Linked DNA regions of Mus musculus: region 1 is linked to region 2. Evidence: chromatin contacts called from public HiChIP or PLAC-seq data. All regions are on one chromosome and are shown on one strand. The core of a region is the stretch at or near the end of the contact, and the rest is flanking DNA. Distances in the headings are between cores, read along the strand shown.

Region 1 (4,161 bases), core at 1,288-3,787, 160 kb before region 2:
TGAGGTGTGGATACATAGTATACTATCATCTGTAGCCCTGGGACTGGAGGCAGGGAAGTCAGATTAGCAGAATCAAGGAGCACAAGGGCAATGAGAAACACTGTTTTGAAAAATAAGGTGGAGGGCTAGGGAGATGGCACCATGGATAAAATCCTGCCAGCATGAAGACAGGAGGTGGGATTGCCACTAAGCACATGAGAGTGGCTGGATATGTCCGTGTGTCTGCAATCCTAGTACTCAGAGGGCAGTGATAGGGATAGCCGGACAGCTGGATTCCAAAGTTCAGGTTCAGCAAGAGACCCTGTCTCAGAAAGGAGAGACACGGCAGAGGACATCTGATATCAAACTAGCCTTTGGGGCTTCATGTGCATTTACGCACACATGCTCCCTTATACATGCTAACACACACACACACACACACACACACACACACACACACACACACACACAAACACACAGCACACTCAGTCCATACACAGACTAAATAAGGTGGAGAGGAACTGGGGACGAGAGTTTATGGTAACCTCTGGTTCCCACATGCATGTAAACAAACACATGCATCAACATAAACATACACACAAAGGGCACTAATATGTTCCTTAGTGAATGAGGGTGCTGGTGATGGGGTGTGCACATATGTGTGCACAGGCATGTGCACATGTGCTCTAAGTTTTCAGAGGACAGCTTGCTTGAGTCAGTTCTCTCCTTCCAGGAACAGACCTCAGGTCATCAGGTCCCACAGCAAGCGCCTTTCCTGGCTAAGCTATCTCACCAGTCCAAAACACGGGACTGAATGGACCGTGAAAATCACACTACCAACATCCCTTTCTCACAGAGAACAATAATCGCACAAATGAAATAATAAATGATGTACAAGTGCCAAGGGCACTGACTCTGTCAGAGCAAGCATCCAATAGCTGTTTGTTTAAAAAAAAAAGCTTAGAGAAGAAATTTGCTGGGTTGAAGATTAAAGAGGGCTGGAGTCTGAACAGAGACTTGCAGAGATGGAGAGGAACTGCTTACGGGAGCATCTATCTCAGAAGTGATTCCAGACACCGAGGCATGACTCCCACCGCAAGTAATTCATAAGATCTGTCAAAAGACATTTTTTTCCTCTATTGTTTACAAAAGGGAATAAGTATCAAATCTGGGGGACATTCTCGAGGCATTTGTCACCAGAAACTAAATATTAAGCTATGCTGGGAGAAAAGCCGTGCAGAACAGAAAGGGAAAGAATTAATTAATAGGCTCTCTCTCTCTCTCTCTCTCTCTCTCTCTCTCTCTCTCGCCCCTGTCCACGGTCAAAAATTCTCTCTCAACCGGTTTGAGATGTTCTCTCTCTCTCTCTCTCTCTCTCTCTCTCTCTCTCTCTCTCTCTCTCTCTTCCCCAAACAAATGGGTATGAGGAGCCTCTAGCATCCAAGTCAGGAAATAAGTTAAAAAAAACATGTAAAAGGAATTTTGGTCTCCATTCTCCTGGCACCGTTGAGAACGTATCTGTGAAACTCTCTGGAAGGCAGAGTGCATCTCAATGAGCTTGCTGCATGTACAGCAGTCTGTCTCATTGGGAAGACAATTATATAAAGTTTATTCAGGATGATTTTTTTTTTTTAACTTTAGTACTCAAAGGAGCTGCATTTTCCATTGAGAGCTGACGAAAAGCATGGTATGGGGAAAACTCCGGTGAGACCCTCCCTGGCTGGTATACGTCAACACCGATAGCAAATGGTGGTCTGGTCATGTGATTCATCCCCCAGCACATACAAATATAGAACATGACCATAAATAGTAACGGACTGTGCCCTGGCTAGCTAATTTATGACGGCGGATCCAGATCGGAATGCCAGCTGGAACTCCCTTCTCCTCGTTGGCAGGGTTCACAGACACAGGGTTGTAAGAAGATGGAAGCTCTGTCCAGAGAGGACCACTTCAGTTATGGCTTGCTGAAGCAGGAGCCAAGAAGCAGATCTGAAGAAATGGCTCTTCCAGGGCAGCTAAGCTTTGGTGAATGAGTCAGCAACTTCTTTTTAAAATCTGATTTTTTTGATTCAGGTCTTAAGAGAGTGGTCTTGTAACCTTCCCGATTTATTTATTTATTTATTTATTTATTTATTTTTAAATCGGGTCTACGATGGCCCGCAAGAGGCCATTTCTTTTTTTTTTTTTCTTCTTCTTCTTCTTCTTCAGTAAAGAATGGTAAATAGCTGATAATTATTTTATAAAGAATTCAAAGTTATCTTGACATCAAACAAACAAAAAGGGTAACGAAAAATCATCTTAGTCAAATAAATGCAGTTTTATCCCTTGGTTGGCCTTTATCACCAACTGCGGTCTGAAATTCTAACAAACTTGGAGTGAGATAGTTGAAACAAAGGAAAACCTCTTTCTCCCTGAACCCTTCACCCCTCAGATAATCGCCCAGATCCGCAGTTTGTGCTAATCACCTCACTTCCTTTGGACAGCCGTTCTTTATCTGATTCAGGTCTTACACAAAGGCAGATGAGCTCATGCCGCCTTATCAGATCGAAAACAACAACAAAGCCACCCTGAGTGACAGTTCAGCAGGACAGGATCTTAGCAAATCCTCTCTGCCTCCACAGCCCTGAGCTTCCAAATAGCTATAAAGCTACCAGTCCCAGTCAGCGCTCACAGCTCGTCACCACTTTATGCTGCTAAAGCAAACAGTCTGGGTAGAGACTGTCAGCACCTGCTCGCTTTTGGATCAGCCTCCTCCCCGCATCCTGATAAGCCAGCGATTAGCTTTCCTGTTGGGATTCAGTCCTGCCTGCTTAGCTTCGGGCTGTCAACTCCAGCAGACCCTGATGCTATCACACAACCGACATGTCTCTTTTCCTTCTAGGGCGTTTTAGTCTTCGTTCGCCCGCATCTCTAGCCAATGTGGGCGGCAGCCTTCAATCATGAGCCCCTGTGCAATTGTTTAGGTCCTTTTCACGCCGTGTGCAGCAAAACTAATAGGAAAAGCAAAGTCAACCTTTCCTTTCCTTATTTCTCTGTCTACAACATGGAACACTACCCATAAGGCTATTGGTTACAAAACCCAAGCTGCTAAGCCAGGCACAGTGATGCATGCCTGTAATCCCAGCACTGGGGAGGCCGAGGCAGGAGAATTGCCATGACTTAGAAGTTAAGCTGGTATATATAGTGAGTACCAGGGCAGCCGAGAATACACTGCAAGAAACTTGGTTCAAACGAAACCAAAACCAAATATTACCCAGCCTTCTATCAGGAAGACAAATTTTTGACCTGTTGTATATATATATATTATTTAGCTTTAGTTTGCATGTTTCTACAGAAATTAAAGCATGCGTTACTGCCCTCGGGTGCCTTTGAGTTGGTCACACAGGGAATGCATTCATGAAGTGAGCATCTTGTGTCAATTTGAAAAGGAGCCACTGGTTAGATTCTGAGTAGCTACACCTCAGAGTGGTCCATCCAGGCCACACTATGAAATGAAGACAATTGAGCAGGATAGCGCAGAGAAGATACGGACAGGGTTTTACATTTAAAATTTTTTTCTTACAGTTTTTCTTTTCTTTTTTTTTTTTAAAAAATGTTTTCAAAATAAATGTAAAAATTATGTATTTAGAAGTCCATTAAAATATGGGCTGACAGACAGCTAATTTGGTTAAGTGCCTGACATGTACTACTTCGGCATTATGAAATATTGAGCAATTATGTGACTTCTCATGGCCCCGGTGAACCACGGGCAAATGAGGCTGGACTCAACTACATGGTGTGAAAGGAGCTAGGAAGTGTTTGTATAGAAACAGCTCTACAAGAGTAGCTGGTCTCAGACACACACCCAGGCCCCCTAGCACCCCACCCCTTACCCCCTAACCCCCCAGCCCCCCATTTCCCCACACCCCCATCACCCCACTCCCCTACCCCCTCCCAGCACTCAGGAAGCAGTCAGCTATGGTGCTGTGTACCTGTTGTCACAGTGTTGGGGGCTAGACAGCCTGCCTAGCATGATCACTGAGACATGCCCCCTGTCCCCCCTTCTCCCTTCTCCCCACACACACCAAAAATTATCCTAATTTTATTTACTGTCTGGTCATGGGCCCTGACAGCAGAACTTAATGAAGCTAATCATGGCTAAGTCCTTCAAGAAGACTCAGCAGCTACGCCATGACGCTTTCT
Region 2 (4,013 bases), core at 1,403-3,902:
ACCCGTTGCCTGCTACATCAATATCTACATCATCTCAGAAATTAGTTCTTATCAACTGCTTTAGCTGACCAGAGTCTACAGTTCTCAACTTCCTAGCATTTGTAAGAGTTTTTTTAATTATTGAAGAAGGCCTTTGGCAATTGGTATTGCATTTTTTTTTAATTGCTGCTGTGCTTCGTGAGTATTAAATTTTGAGTTAAACAGTTATTAGACTGCTCCCTTAGATATACGGGGGTGGGGTGGGGGGTTGCTTTAGATTTTCGTTAAGGTTGGACTTCCTAAGTACCCCCAAGTTCTAGAAACTTGTCAGGAATCAATTTACAAATACTTTGTCCCCTGAAGATTTTTGTTTGTTTGTTTGTTTGTTTGTTTTCGAGACAGGGTTTCTCTGTGTAGCCCTCCCTGGCTGTCCTGGAACTCACTTTGTAGACCAGGCTGGTCTCGAACTCAGAAATCCGCCTGCCTCTGCCTCCCAAGTGCTGTGGGATTAAAGGCGTGCGCCATCACCGCCCAGCTCCCCTGAAGATTTTTATCTGGACATGATTTTTACTCCTTTTGGGATAAATCCAGGACAGACTTTAGACTGGGATGTAGCTCTTAATACCGACATGTAATTTTGGGGTATCTCTGTCAGTTCCTGGCAAGTTAATGAGGTATTAGGGTGTAGGTGAGACTGAAATTTCAATGACCCTCAACACTTGTTTTACCTCTTGTGAGTTTTTTTTTTCCCCCTAAGACAGTGAGCCTCTGTTAAGCTTTAGAATGTATGACGCTGTATAGATACACCGTGTAACTTACAATTCTCTGTAGGGGAATCTGCATATACCTGCATCATATTATCTGCCTTTCTGGGCTCCCTTTCCTGGTCTTGATAGGAACCCATCATCTATTGGTTTTGGTTGTTGCTGTTGTTTTAATAACAAAACCAAATAGGTTTATAGACATTACTCAGTTGGTAGAATACTTTTCTAATGTGCTCAAAGCTGTGGGATCAATCCCAGCACCCCCTAAACTGGCTATGGTGATTCATTCCTATAATCTCAGCACCCAGTAGGTTGAGAGTGGAGACATTCAAGGTCAACATTGATGTATAGCAAGTTTGAGGCCAGCCTGGGCTACATAAGACCTTGACTCACAACATCACTACCAACAACAAAACTATACCCTTGGCCTCTGAAGCTTAGAAGTTGAAATGTCTTCTCACAAATGTGCTTACACATAGCTCTACAATATTCTGTCTAGTGTTGGAGAGGTTTAGGAAGAAACGGCTAAAATGACATTGATTAATCTTCCATTGGAAAAGCTCAACTTCAAAAGGTTTATTAAGAAAATTTGCAGCTATATTTTGATATGATAGAAATTTATAGTCTGTGCTGGTGAGTTTTGGGGGACCTTGACAGAATATAGAGCCATCTGGGAAGAGAGAACCTCAGTTGAGATAATGCCTCTAACAGATTGGCTTACTGTGGGCAAGACTGTGGGGGCATTTTCTTGATTAATGATTGAGAACATAGGAGAGTCCAGCCCACTGTTGGGGTACCACTCCTGGGAAGGTAGTTCAGGGTGAAGGGTTAATGACCTAAAACAAAAAGCGTCAGGTGAGCAGAGAAACTCCCAACTCAGCGTATGGCTGAGAATACCTACCTGACAAAAATGTCAACCTAGTAATAAGAACATCTGTAAACAGTTAGGATCTGGGAAACCCCTAAGATGAAAGACAACATGTCATAAGACCCTCTGTTGACATTTACTGCCAAGACTGTAAGGAAGAGATCTGATTGACTTTTTCATGCCAAGTGTTCCCTTTTTTGCCCTATAAAACACTCAAGCCCATTGCATCCCAGCCCAGCCTCCATTCCCATGGAGAGAATTCTGCCCTGCATATTCTAATAAAGCACAATTCTGGTCTTCCCTTTGATGTTCACACCCTGATCTAGCATTGGGTTGGATGAGAGACCAAGCTGAGCAAACCACGAGGAGCAAGCCAGTAAGCAGCACTCCTCCATGATCTCAGCATTAGCTCCGGCCTCTGGGTTCTTGCATTGAGTTCCTGGCCTGACTTGCCTTCATGAAGGACCGAAAATGCTGAAGATACAATACGCTTGTTCCTCCACAAGTTGCTTTTGGTCCTGATGCTCACATCAGGAGAGAGCAAATTAAAACCCAATCTATCATAACTGTGCATATCTGTAGCGTGCAATCTGGGAAGTCCTAATCATGAATTTGAGAGCATGCATGCAAGAGTATGAACTCAAAGGTATTATCTCGGTCAGCATCACAGACATTTCCAAGATTTCCAGGGCTAACCTGTATCTCTTTGTAATGCTGCCCTCTGTCCCAAACTGATCTGTTTGCTATGGCTATAGATTAGTTTGATTTCTAGATTTAATATAGTAGGCCATGTCTCTCTTTTTTTTTTATTACCTAATTCTTTTCCGTACAGATGTTGCATTAGCAGTTTGTAACATTTTGATTTTTTTTTAGTCCAATTCCCTTGTGTTGTTCATAGAACAATTTCTTTCTCCATCGCCACACCAAATCCTTTGATTTACTTCTAGTCTTCTCATTTTAAAAAATGAAAACAGACAGTAGGACTCAAGCCTACAGTTTCTGTACTTGAGAGTCTGAGGCAGGAGAATTGGCATTAGTTCAAGGTCAGCCTGGGTTACAGAGTGAATTCCAGAGCAGCTGAGCTACTGAGAGAGGTGCTGTCTCCAAAACAAAACAAAACAAACAACCCCACACCAAATCTGCTATTGAGTTTTATGCACAAAAGTGTGTCCATGTGCTTTTGTTAGTTTTTGGTAAATGTACCAACTATGTAATAGATAGGAGATTGTATAGTTAATTTTTAAAGAAACAGTTGAACTTGGAAATAAGTTTTGATGTGTTATATTTATTTTCATCTTCAAATCGTTTCAAAATTCCATTTGTCTTATGAAACCAGTATGCTTATTTATTTACTAGCACTTGGAATTTTTCTACTTAGCTTTCTGTTTTCAGGATCTTTCTTTCTTTCTTCCTTTCTTCCTTTCTTCCTTTCTTCCTTCCTTCCTTCCTTCCTTCCTTCCTTCCTTCCTTCCTTCCTTCCTTCCTTCCTTCCTTTCTCTCTCTCTCTCTCTCTTTCTTTCTTTCTCAACTTCAACAACAGGAATACTTCTTTTGATTTTTAATCCCTTCATCATTTCAAAATTGTAGTTTTTACCACCTGCTTTGCCCAGAAATTTATTTCACTAAATAGTTAATGTGGCATGACAACCATATTCACCCTACACTTAACCATATAACACTCTAGATGTACTAACCCAGGCTTGTTTTCTCAAACTTCTACAACTTAATAATGTTACAAATGTTCTTTGCCTATTTATCTGTAAGTTACTGAAAACAAGTTCTTACAATTTCCACTGGGAATTTAGGTGTCTGTTTCTTTTTACGTCTGTAATGTTTTCTTTATGAGTTTTGAAGTTGTGGGTGTGTTTGCTTTGAGACAGGGTCTCACTACTTAGCTTTGGCTAACCCAGAATTCATTGTGTAGATCAGGTTGGCTCTTACAGAGATCCTCCTGCCTCTACTAATCAAATGCTATGATTGAACGTTTGTGGCACCATGCCTGGCTAAAACTGTATTTAAAATCATTTGTTTGTTTCTTTAAGAATACTCAAAATTTTAAAAAATATTTATTTACTTTTATTTCACATGCATTGGTGTTTTGCCTGCATATATGTCTTTGTGAGGGTGTTGGATCCCCTGGAACTGAAATTACACATAGTTTTGAGCTGCCATGTGGGTGCTGGGAACTGAACTTGGGTCCTCAGAGAGAGCAACCAGTGATCTTAACCGCTGAGTCATTGCTTCAGCCCCTAAAACTGTATTCGTAAGGGTATAAGATGTATGATTCTTTCCTTTAGGTTTGATCTCTTTGAGACATCTATATCTCATTTAAAAGTATTTTGGCTTTAAAACTCATCTTATGTAATATTAACTAAGCAAGCTTTAAGTTAGCTGCTGCTGCT

Evidence for each region. HiChIP or PLAC-seq counts read pairs in DNA pulled down with a chosen protein or histone mark.
Region 1: an H3K27ac HiChIP or PLAC-seq map of heart atrium shows a contact between it and region 2, with 6 read pairs. The contact joins two enhancer-like sites. A contact is called at or near these places in 2 of 39 promoter capture datasets (cranial neural crest and hippocampal neurons), 6 of 484 Hi-C or Micro-C datasets (forebrain, muscle stem cells, nephron progenitors and 1 more), 7 of 115 datasets of contacts at active chromatin or transcription factors (the HPC-7 cell line, embryonic forebrain, embryonic midbrain and 4 more) and 2 of 9 other capture datasets (embryonic stem cells and liver).

The regions. Positions count from the first base shown.
Region 1 is chr13:46,569,832-46,573,992 of GRCm38.p6, reverse strand. The region is part of intron 4 of Cap2 (CAP, adenylate cyclase-associated protein, 2 (yeast)); the gene reads right to left. Among named protein-coding and RNA genes, the nearest start is that of Cap2, 70 kb to the right of the region's middle. RefSeq lists an enhancer at 1-2,673. Within about 2 kb of position 2,537, at least 122 of the 459 cell types and tissues checked have an H3K27ac peak or open chromatin away from gene starts, as enhancers often do. A contact at or near this core is called in heart atrium, where this site is marked.
Region 2 is chr13:46,405,995-46,410,007 of GRCm38.p6, reverse strand. No RefSeq gene overlaps it. Among named protein-coding and RNA genes, the nearest start is that of Rbm24, 10 kb to the left of the region's middle. Within about 2 kb of position 2,652, at least 7 of the 459 cell types and tissues checked have an H3K27ac peak or open chromatin away from gene starts, as enhancers often do. A contact at or near this core is called in heart atrium, where this site is marked.